Linked DNA regions of Oryctolagus cuniculus: region 2 is linked to region 1. The links are chromatin contacts, called in public Hi-C maps. All regions are on one chromosome and are shown on one strand. The core of a region is the stretch at or near the end of the contact, and the rest is flanking DNA. Distances in the headings are between cores, read along the strand shown. Region 1 overlaps CCDC6 (coiled-coil domain containing 6). Region 2 overlaps ANK3 (ankyrin 3).

Region 1 (5,414 bases), core at 1,108-3,607:
TAAAGTTTTGTTTATTTATTTGAAAGGCAGGGTCGGGGGTGGGGAGAGATCTTCCATCTGCTTGTTCACTTCATTCCACTCCCCGAATGGCGGCAGCCTCCAGGGGTGGGCCAGGTTGAAGCCAGGAGCCTGGAACTTCATCCGGGTCTCCCATGTGAGTACAGGGGCCCATGCAATTGGACCATTTTCTGCTGCTTTCCCAGGTGCATGAGCAGGGAGCTGGATCAGAAGTGGGGCAGCCAGAATTTGAGCTGGTGTTCATATGGGATGCTGGTACTGCAGGCAGTGCTTAACACACTGTGTCACAACATAAGCCCCATGAGTGCATTTTATTCATGGATTCTTGTTACATAAAACTTTACTCATCGAGTCATAAGATGCAGACTCTCAGTGTTTTGCTTTCAAGTTTATATCTTGGGGGAAGCTTTTGTCTACCACACTTTGAGATCTGCCTGTCTTCTCATACAGTTGAGTTTTCATTTCAGAAATCATTTCAGGGGTTAAATGCTGAACAGGAAACTTGAAAATATGATTGATTCACATTTATTTTGCTCTCACTAATAGTCTGGGACTGGCCAGTGCCTTTTCTCCTCAAAATTATTTGCCGGTCTGGGGTCTTCGTCTCTTCATTGTACCACCCTGTCTAGGGTTATTGATCTGCTTTTGTGGTAGGAGCTGGCTGAGATCTGATGCCAGCCTTATGGGAAGGGGGAATGAGAGTTTCCTTTCTGGAGATGTGACTTGAGGGTTGCATACCACCTCCAGTAGGCTCCTGGTTGTCAGCAGGCTCCCCCCGCTGAGATGCGTTATCTGGCCGGGTAGTCATGTGTCTGCTAGAATGAGGCAGGTTCCTGTTACGTGAAGGAAGAAGAAGAAAGTTGAGTTAGCACGGGGTGGGGTTGATCACTTGCCATCTGCAACAGCTGTATTCATTATCTAACAGTGGCAGGACGATGGAACGGAGCTACCAAGTACAGGGCAGTGTTCTGGTATTGACGCCATCTGTGAAGGGACTTGGTGATGGACTGAGTGAACATAGGGACAGAGAGGGACAGAAGAACCAAAGCTCACTCCCAGATGTTTGCCTTGAGCAACTGGGTGCCTGCGTGCTTTGGCAAGATGGGACGGAATCAGAACCTGTATTTGCCACTGATTGTATCTCCAGTATTGTTACGATCTGCAGTTGGAAGTGGTAAGTAGACAGTTGGTTAAGAGCCCACAGGGAGGGGGAGCCTTTTCTGGCTAAGTGGCCTCAGTGACCCTCCTTGTCAAGTTCACTTAGCTGAAATCACGAGGACGTGACAGGTGTGAAGTATGCGCTTTCTGGTGGCTCCCCTTGGCTTTTGAAAGATAGACTATGGGGCCGGCGCTGTGGTACAGTGGGTAAAGCCACCACCTGCAGTGCCGGCATCCCATGTGGGTGCCGGTTCGAGTCCTGGCTGCTCCTCTTCTGATCCAGCTCTCTGCTGTGGCCTGGGAAAGCAGAGGAGGATGGCCCAAGTCCTTGGGCCCCTGCACCCACATGGGAGACCCAGAAGAAGCTCCTGGCTTCAGATTGGCATAGCTCCAGCCATTGCAGCCAGTTGGGGAGTGAACCCACAGATGGAAGACCTCTCTTTCTCTCTCTCTCTTTCTCCCCCCACCCCACCCCACCTCTCCTCCTTTCTCTGTGTAACTCTGACTTTCAAGTAAATAAATCTTTTTAAAAAAAAAAAAGAAAGAAAGAAAAACTAGAAGGTATCCTTTAGAGTTGTAGGGTGTGTCGGGATCTCTGGGACCACTCTGAGGTTCGAAGATAGTCTAGGAGGACTCACAAGGCTCAGTATGTAGTCATATTCGTGGCTAGGCTTTATTGCTGCAGAGGACTGGAACCGAATCAGGAAAGAGACCATGCATGGGATGAAGTCCAGAGACAACCAAGCACAAGACTCCTGAGAGCCCAGTCCAGGAGAGTCACAGGATGTGCCTCGTTCCTCCAGCATTGACTTGCGAGCCATGTGTTGCCTACCAGGGAAGCTCGTTAAAGGCTCAGAGCCCAGGGTTTTTTATGAGGGCTGATCATGTGAGCCGTCTCCGTTTGGCGAGTCCTGAAATTCCACGCTCTCAAAGGAAAGCGGGTGTTCCCCATCGGGCACAGTGAAGCTGCTTGTGTCAGGGTGCAGGAATGCTCCTTACGTCTGCGTTCCCAGCCGCCAGCCAGGGGCCAACCTTGTCAGCAGGCCTCTGAAAGGATAAGAGTTAGGCCTGTTCCTGGTAGCTCTTCTCTGCACCCAGGGAGTGTGCCTCTTCCTACCCTGCAGTTTCTCTGTAGATGTGAATCCACGTCCCCCTGGCTCGCTTGAGCAGACCTGCCCCTGTGGCTTCTTTGACAGACCTGCCTGGATTCAGTATCCACACGAGGAGGGAGAAGATGTGCAGGAAGCGAGTATGCTATCAGGAAACATGCATTCTCCCGCTGGAAGGTAGTGGTAGCCAGAGCACACAGTGGCTCTTGCCCCTTCTTAAATTACCCGTCAGTCACCCAACATTCAGTTACCTTTAGTGTGGGAAAGGAAATTATCAGGTATCTCCTTTGCTATAGGCGAGCTGCCTTGTGATGCTCTGGCATTGTGTGCCAGCACAGATAACGTTGGCTTTAGTTGCAAGGGTGGCAGCTTTGGGCTTCTGAAGTGTGATGCTGCAACTCCTGGAGATGAGCAGATGGCATTGGTCCTGAACCGGTGAGGTTAGGCCATAAAAGGACTAGGTAGGAGACTTGGAGCCAGCCCAGGCTTCCAGTTTGGATCGTCACCTTCATACTTAGTATTTTAGATCCCTGGGCAAGGACCTCGAACTGTCTGAGCACATCTCCCTCCACCTGAGGTAGGCCTGAGATGCGTAGCATTGGTATGCACGCTGAATGAGAGGAGTATGGATGAGCCGGCTGTATGCAGTTTCTGTGTTTGTGTACGTTTCTGCTCCTCACTGTTCAGCAGGTGCGTGAGTGCTTAGGTGCCAGACTTAGGCTGCCTCCTGTATTTCTTCTGTTCCTCTAGTGGGTCCAATACTCAGCATTTTCGTCTGAGCAACTTAATCCCCTTTAAAATCTATTCTTCAGGCTATTTATGCAGCCAGTTGCTAAATGTATGGATGAATGATGGTGCTTTTCCTTAATTACCAGGAGATCATGTACCCCTTCAGGGCAGGGACAGTGTCTGGGGCATTCACTGCCGAATCCACATGGCACTTACAATGCAGGAGACACTTTGCACTATTGAATTAAATTCCACAGATCTGATGGCTGTAGCCTTCTTCCTCTTCTTGCAGCTGTCTGGCTAGGAACTTCCCATGAGGGAAAGCTGAAGGGGAGTGCTTTCTGTCAGGCGTGGGGACGTGGGCAGGTTTCCTGCCCTAGCGAAGCTTTGGGTTGGCCCACAGTGGTGTGTGGCCAGTGCTCAGTTTGGAATGAAATTCAGTGTGCAAGCAAACCTACAGTCAGGCAACCTCCAGGGTGAGCTTGATGGCCAGGGCTTTATTCTTTGCTTGAAGGTTTTGCTTGTTTTTCTTTCCTTTAACATTTTGCTGTCTTTGGGAATACATCTTGCCGGGGTGGGGGGGTGGAGGAATGGGCAGGGCCATGCATTCCTGTCTTTTTGGCCTGTAACTGGCCTTACTGCCCGGTCCAGAGGTCACTTTATCTCAGAGCTCCCCCTGTTGATTGGTTGTTAGAGGCGATGCTTAACAAGTTAAGCCCAAGTGGCAACAACCAAGAAGCAGCTTGCATTTTTCCCAGCCTGGAGCCCTACAGCACTGTCCTGTCGGTCCCTGTGCTCCTGGCCTCAGCCACTGCGCTGGGGACAGTGTTGGGGATGGGTAGAAGTGTAGAGGGTGTGGCATTAGTGGCTGTCTTGTTAAACACGCACGACTGCTAGTTGTAACAACACGTATTCTAGGGGCAGTGAATAACTTCTCCCAGTGGCTTCTGGGCGAAGCTCCACTTTGGAGATGGTCCTCTCCTCATCGTGAGGATGCTGTACTTGAGGTCACCAGTGCTGTGAGACACAGACACCCAACACCAGGGTGGTCATTTCTCCCTTTGTATACTTGTCTTGTTGCTGGGACTTGTTCTTGCACACGTTTGTGGTTTGAGACTCTTAGGCTTCAGCTTTTTTGTGTCATCTCTTTTTATTGTTTCTTCTGCTCCTGAGATCTGCACTGTTTCTCTCCTTAAGAGGTGAAGCCTGTTTCCTCTCCCTTGATCTCAGCTTTGGTCTCTAGCTCAGCTGAACGAACCTCCAGCTGAATTCTGCCACATGAGTGAGCTCAGTAAAACCAGTTGAAGAACCACCCATCAGCCCATGGAGGGATGACAAATAATACATTGTTTATAAGCATGGGATGTTGTTTTTTTTTTTCCACTGAATAAGATTTCACAAGTAAAAAGCAAAAAAACTCTAGTTTACTGGCACTATAGACAGTGGCTATATTAACAATATAATAATAATAATTAATGGAAAAATAACCATTTCACCAATATACAGTACATTTTAAAATAATCACAGATCATTCAAAGTATAGCAGTATAGCATTCTTAGCTATTGGTTTGACAAAGGCATAAAACAGTTTTGCAAAGCTATATTTGGGGATGGTTGCTTCCATAGTAGTAGACAACGGAGCTTTTTCTGGGAGAAAATGCTCAAGCAGACCCTGTTATGTCCACTTACCACCCCAGAACAATCATGAGACTCAGGAAATCCAGCTTTCACGTCCTATACGACTTGACGCTGTCTGTTTTCACCGAAAGGGGTCGCTAGGTGCTGGCTTTGTTTTGTAAGGGAAGATTGGAGGGCATGCTTCATTTTGAGGAAATAATTGTTTAGTTTTTCTGTAGTCAAGAGTACTGCATATCTGGTAAGTGAAGCAGTGGGTGCTTAGGAAAAAGGAGGAAAAGGAGAAAACACACCAGGAAAACTTGGAAATTAGGCCTTAAACTAGTCTGTGCTTAAAGATGGGAACAAGCTTCCTTCCTCCTGCCTTTGTCTCTTTGCTTTTGGAATCTGGATTCAGGCGGCTGCTTTTCATGGCAGAATTCAGGGATAGCATGGCAGGAATGAGTTTGAAAGCTGCTCTTGGGACTCTGACCTCCGAGTTGTCCCAGTATAAAGTGCTGTCCTAACAACCAACGGAGAACTTGGAAAATTTGTAACTTTCAGGGCGTTTATAAATTGGGACCTGTCTTTAAGCATAATAAATATGATATATGAAGAAAGGGCTAGCTATTTTTCTAAATGAATCAAAATGATAAATACTAAACATGCCTAATAATTATTTGAGTCTGTGAAGTGTTACGGTGATGAAAAATTAGGACTGTTTCATATTTTATTTAGTTGTTACAGATTGATCTGCATCTCTTGTTTCTTTCTTAGGCTACTTAA
Region 2 (5,414 bases), core at 856-3,355, 160 kb before region 1:
CCAATGGCCGCCACGGCCGGTGCGCTGCGGCCGGCACATCGCGCTGATCCGATGGCAGGAGCCAGGAGCCAGGTGCTTTTTCCTGGTCTCCCATGGGGTGCAGGGCCCAAGCACTTGGACCATCCTCCACTGCCTTCCCGGGCCACAGCAGAGAGCTGGCCTGGAAGAGGGGCAACCGGGACAGAATCCGGCACCCCGGCCAGGACTAGAACCTGGTGTGCCGGCGCCGCAGGCGGAGGATTAGCCTAGTGAGCCGTGGCGCTGGCCCCATCTGGCTCTTAAGGAGCTGTATTGAAACAGGGCAGTGTAGGAGATGGGGGCTGGGCCTTTATACTGGAGACAGGGACTCCATCACTGGAGCCATCACTGCTGCCTGTCAGCATCTGCATGAGCAGGAAGCTGAATCAGGAGCCAGAGCTGGGTGTGGCACCCAGGTATTCCAGTATAGGGCAGAGGCATCCGAGTTGGCATCTTACTCATTAAGCTAAATGCCCACCCAAGGAGATGGCATTTGAAACAAACAAAGTGTAGAGTGGAGTTAGATATGGGTGACTAAGGAAGGGAATTAGTAGGTGGATACAGATTCGTGAGCAAAGAAAAATAATGGAAAGTAGTGCAGTCAACAGCTGTCTAGATCCTCAGAGGGAGGGCTGTGGACCCACAAAAGTGAAGTCCCTGGGAGTCTGAGAGAACTACGGGTGTCAGGACTGAGCCCTCATCTGCTGAATCAGAATCCCAGGTGATACATAAGCACATTACACTTCACAGGGCACCAGCAGATGCCCCTGGCTCTCAACCTTGGTCAGACACTACAGTATAGATTTTTTTAAAATGTTTACGCTGGGTCCCGTTCCAAGAAATCTGCATAAACCCCTGTGGATGTAGCCCGGACTCCTGGGTCATTTTAAGTCTTCCCAGATCATCCTAATGTAATAATGTTTTCCACGCTAGAACACACAGAGCTTCAGTTGCCAAGCTAAAGATGGGAGATGTTTCTTAACCTACACATTAAGAGCTAAAAAACCGCAGGTATGTCCATGGGCTTGGAAGGGACAGGTCAATTGTGTGGCTAAGTGTACTCCTGATTGGAAGACATGATACAGCAAGTACAATATTAATCTGCAAAATAACCACCATGAAAACCCATTGAAGTAGTCTTTTTCTCTTTTAAAATTTCTATAATAATTTTCTTAATAGTTAAAAAATTAACAGGAAAATGGCAGAAAGCAATGCTTGTCTTCTAAGCTAGTTTCTCCTACCTTGGCTTTGGAAGGTATACAAAACCCAAAAATTCCGAAATGCAAATCTGTCCATCTCCGATTCATTATCTAAGCCCAGGAAGGGGTTAGATTCAAAATTCTCTTCCTGAAATGTTCCTGCCCTCATGCCTGCCCATCAGAGGGCGCCCTCGTCACAGTTTATACACAGTGCAGCTCTTTTATGCAGGGCACTCAGCCACTTAAATCACGGTGCTCGGGCTTTTTGTGCAGTGCAGTATTTGATACAAAGTCTCCGGCTTTTTGTGCAGTGCAATATTTGATACAAAGTCTGGTTCGTGTAGGACCTCCCTGCATCCTGTAAGGCTGAGATCAACACTGCACTACCAAGTTTTATAAGGGGAACTAACTCCCACTTTTAAAATCACACTCACTCAAAAACACGGGGACATAATTCATAGCATTTTTTTTAAGTTACTGAAATGTATCTACTATTTCTAGATAATGTTTGCTTACACTGAGGTAAGAAGAAGGCCTTGCTTCTTGTTACAAAATTCATCTAGGAAGTTGGGTTGGTCTTCAGTAGAGAACAACAAAAAAAATTAAACTAGGTTGTGAATTCCCATCTGTAAATTAACTAAAAATGATCAAACTTTCTAATAAATGGAATAAAGTGTATGTCACACAGTAAAACAGTAGGGGAAAAAGTTTAGAGAAACTTCCTGAGGATCCCCCTAAGAAACAGGGTGGGTGTGCACTGTGGTAACATTATAATGGGAACATCAGAGAAGCCTGGTGCCTACGAGGTTAGGATGAAGGGGTAAAAACAGAGGCGTGAAAATCCTGATCTTACTGCGCTTTGCCTGTCCTCTGGACATGATCTGCCCAATGAGTCACTTTCCTTCTCGGGACGATGGGAGCCATGGGGGAGGGAGGTGCTGAAACCACCCAGAAGGAATTGATACTTTGATGTTCTTGGCTGCAAGCGTTAGTGACCTGGGATCTGAAGGTCAACAGCACTTTTAATACAAAAAAAAAAAAGGCAAGTCTCGGGCTCTATAAGGCAGACAGGAAGTGCGGCACTGACATTTTGCACAGGCCAGAGTGTCTCAGGGGATCCTTATGAAGACAGAGCAACGTGTCCAGGATAAGCCCAACAACCGCAGGCGACCGAGAACACTCTAGGTCCCCAAGTGAAGCCTAATTCTCAGGTTCTTCTAGGTTTGCAGAAATGCGTTGTTGCTTGTACATGAGTGGACAGGATTATTCCTACAGGACAGCATGCCTCAGGATTTCTAGAGGGGCTGTGTCTTATTCTCAGACAGGCGTTCAGTTCCATCGGCTCTTCACGGTGACTGGGAAAGCAGGACTCCATGTGAGAGGATCTATGTTCCGTGGAGAAGGAATTCACATAAGAACAATGCTGAACAAAAGTTTGAAAACCTTTGCTAAAGAATGTTGATTTATTTTGACATATTCAGCCTGGCCATCAAACACTGATGCTTTATATAGGAACTGTCCAGTAAGATAAGACATTCTCAGTAAAACCTCCATTAAAAAAAAAAAAAAAAAGCTAAATTAAATGATCCCACCATGACTGATGTGGACAGGAGAAGAAAGCTGTTCTTTGCAGTGCTTAAAGTTTTTAATAAAAACACTTTTAAATTATTTTATTCATGATGGAGGAAACACAGACCAGACAGAGCGCCCATTCACTGGTGCGTTCCCCAGATGCCTGCAGCTGCTGGGGCTCAGCCGGGCCAGGCCAAGGCCAGGAACTGGTTAACACAATCTAGGTCTCCCACGTGGCTGTCAGGAACCCAACTCATCACCATCACCTCCCCAGGCGCACAGTGACAGGAAGCTGGAGGGAGGAACCAGAGCAAGAGATGAAACCCAGGCACGCCGAGAAGGGATGCAGGCATCTCATCTGCTGTGCGGAACAATGGCCCCACCAGCTAGGCTTTGATGTTAAATTACATCTGGAGAAGCCATTCCATAGAAATTAAGTAATGGCGCTGTTCTTTTTGCAGAGATTAGCTGGATTTTTACAGCGGCATGGGGGAGGGGTCAGGGACTTATAAAACGTTCAGAAACAACTGAGATGCCCTACAAGGTGGGGGAGGGGATGTCTGGTCCACCCAATAAGGCCCAGGAAAGCATCTGGTCTGGCCCTGCCAAGGCAGCTGCAGGCAGGACTCGAAGTCCAGTGCATCCATAGCAGGCTAATTTTGAAGTTGGTAAGTTTGCATGGCCTGCAAATGGTGTTATAAATATGCAGATGGTCCTTCCTCAGCCCTGCGCTGACTCTATCCCTGGCCTTTTGGGCCCATGTTGGTCATCAATATCAAAATGCAAGGCACCTGGACCATCTCAGATCACCTGTACCAGCCACCTCATTTATAAATGGTACGATTGAGGCCCAAGCAGCTGTAGTTGGCTCTCTGAAGAGCTGAGTGATCCTAGCTTCAGACACAACCAACAGGTCCCTCTGACTCCATCTCCAGAACCACAAATGTAGTAAGCAAGGCTCTGTTTAAATCACAGGGTCACCCAGATATGGTCTTTTGTTTTAAAGATTTATTTATTAAAGTCAGAGTTACACACACACACACACACACACACACACACACAGCTTCCATCCACTGGTTCACTCCCCAATTGGCCACAACAGCCAGAGCTGCACCGATCAGGAGCCAGGAGCTACTTCCAGGTCTCCCGTGTTGTGCAGGGGCCCAAGCACTTGGGCCATCTTCTACTGCTTTCCCAGGCCACAGCAGAGAGCTAGATCCAGAAGTTGAGCAGCTGAATCTCAAACTGGTGCCCATGTGGGATGCTGGCACCCCAGGCAGCGGCTTTACCCGCTACGCCACAGTGCCGGCCCCAGTAAGGTCTTCTAATTGATTTCTGGTACGCTGTAGGGCCTTGTCTTCTGAGGCATCTAACAAGTAGCTTCTGTAAAAGCATCGTGTTAAACTACCCTACTCCAAAGTGGAAGGCCCCCATTCCCTTGGACTTTTCTGCTGTCAAGAAAGGCTTAGCCAAGTTCTCTTTAAAACAAAAACAGGTAGGTTGGGCTGGCGCTGTGGCGCAGCGGGTTAAAGCCTTGGCCTGAAGCATTGGCATCCCTTATGGGCGCCGGTTGAAGATCTGGCTGCTCTACTTCTGATCCAGCTCTCTACCTTGGTCTGGGAAAGCAGTAGAAGATGGCCCAAGTCCTTGGGCCCCTGCACCCACATGGGAGACCTGGAGGAAGCTTCTGGTTCCTGGCTTTGGATTGGTGCAGCTCCAGCTGTTGCAGCCATCTGGGGAAGTGAACCAGCAGATGGAAGACCTCTCTAACTCTGCCTTTCAAATAAAATAAATAAATCTTAAAAAACAAAAAAGTGGGTGTTACAGTACCTCAGGTTAAGCTGTAGGTCCAGACACACCCATATCTCATATGGGAAGGCTGGGCTGAGTCAAGGCTCCTCAGCTTCCAATCCAGCTTCCTGCTAATGCGTTCAGGGGGGTAGCAGGTGACAACTCAAGTGCTTGTGCCCCTGCCATCTCTGTGGGAGACCTGGGCTCCTGATTTTGGACTGGTCCAGCCCTGGCTATTGCAGGCATTTGTGGAGTGAACTAGCAGGTGGATGATTTCTCTCTGCCTTTCAAGTAGATGAAAATAAAGCAGCATTTACCAAAAAAAAAAAAAAAAAAAAAAAAAAAGGAAGCTAAACTAAACTCACTGCCTTCTGTCTTTCCACAGAATCATGTGTTTTACTGCCAGTATTGAGAAATTCGTGGACGAAATATCAGCAGGAAAGAAAAATCCTGAGAAGACTACATGTGTTTGCTGCTTCCACCATTAAAATGGCATGATTTTTTTTTACGCAAAAAGAAAAAAGAAAAAGAAAACCACTCACGTTTTAATTTAGCATGAGCCAATTTACAGAGCATGGAAACTCACTTTCATTTCCAGGATTGGCACGTGTGCAATTAGCAATGCAGTTGTATATACAAGAAGCCATGCTGTTAACAGTTTATCTCGAGTCATTTGGTGTCATTTACAAGAGGAAGAAACTCCTGCCTCCAGAAGGGACAGAAGGAGACGGAATGATCAAGTGACAGAGAAACACTAAAATTACTAAATCCACAACAGCTCGCCTTATTTTTCTTGGACCCAAACTGTCAGGGTATAAACACTATTTGTTTCTT

Evidence for each region. Hi-C and Micro-C count contacts between places; a contact is called where the count stands out from the background.
Region 2: a contact with region 1 is called in a Hi-C map of an unstated tissue, with 6 times the contacts expected there. The contact joins two enhancer-like sites. A contact is called at or near these places in 2 of 6 Hi-C or Micro-C datasets (psoas muscle and an unstated tissue).

What each region holds. Positions count from the first base shown.
Region 1 is chr15:52,245,749-52,251,162 of mOryCun1.1, reverse strand. All of the region lies in intron 1 of CCDC6 (coiled-coil domain containing 6), which reads left to right. Among named protein-coding and RNA genes, the nearest start is that of CCDC6, 39 kb to the left of the region's middle. Within about 2 kb of position 2,357, at least 1 of the 8 cell types and tissues checked has an H3K27ac peak or open chromatin away from gene starts, as enhancers often do.
Region 2 is chr15:52,405,137-52,410,550 of mOryCun1.1, reverse strand. ANK3 (ankyrin 3) reads left to right here. Exons shown (of 43, transcript XM_070057690.1): 43 at 4,966-5,414. Among named protein-coding and RNA genes, the nearest start is that of CCDC6, 120 kb to the right of the region's middle. Within about 2 kb of position 2,105, at least 1 of the 8 cell types and tissues checked has an H3K27ac peak or open chromatin away from gene starts, as enhancers often do.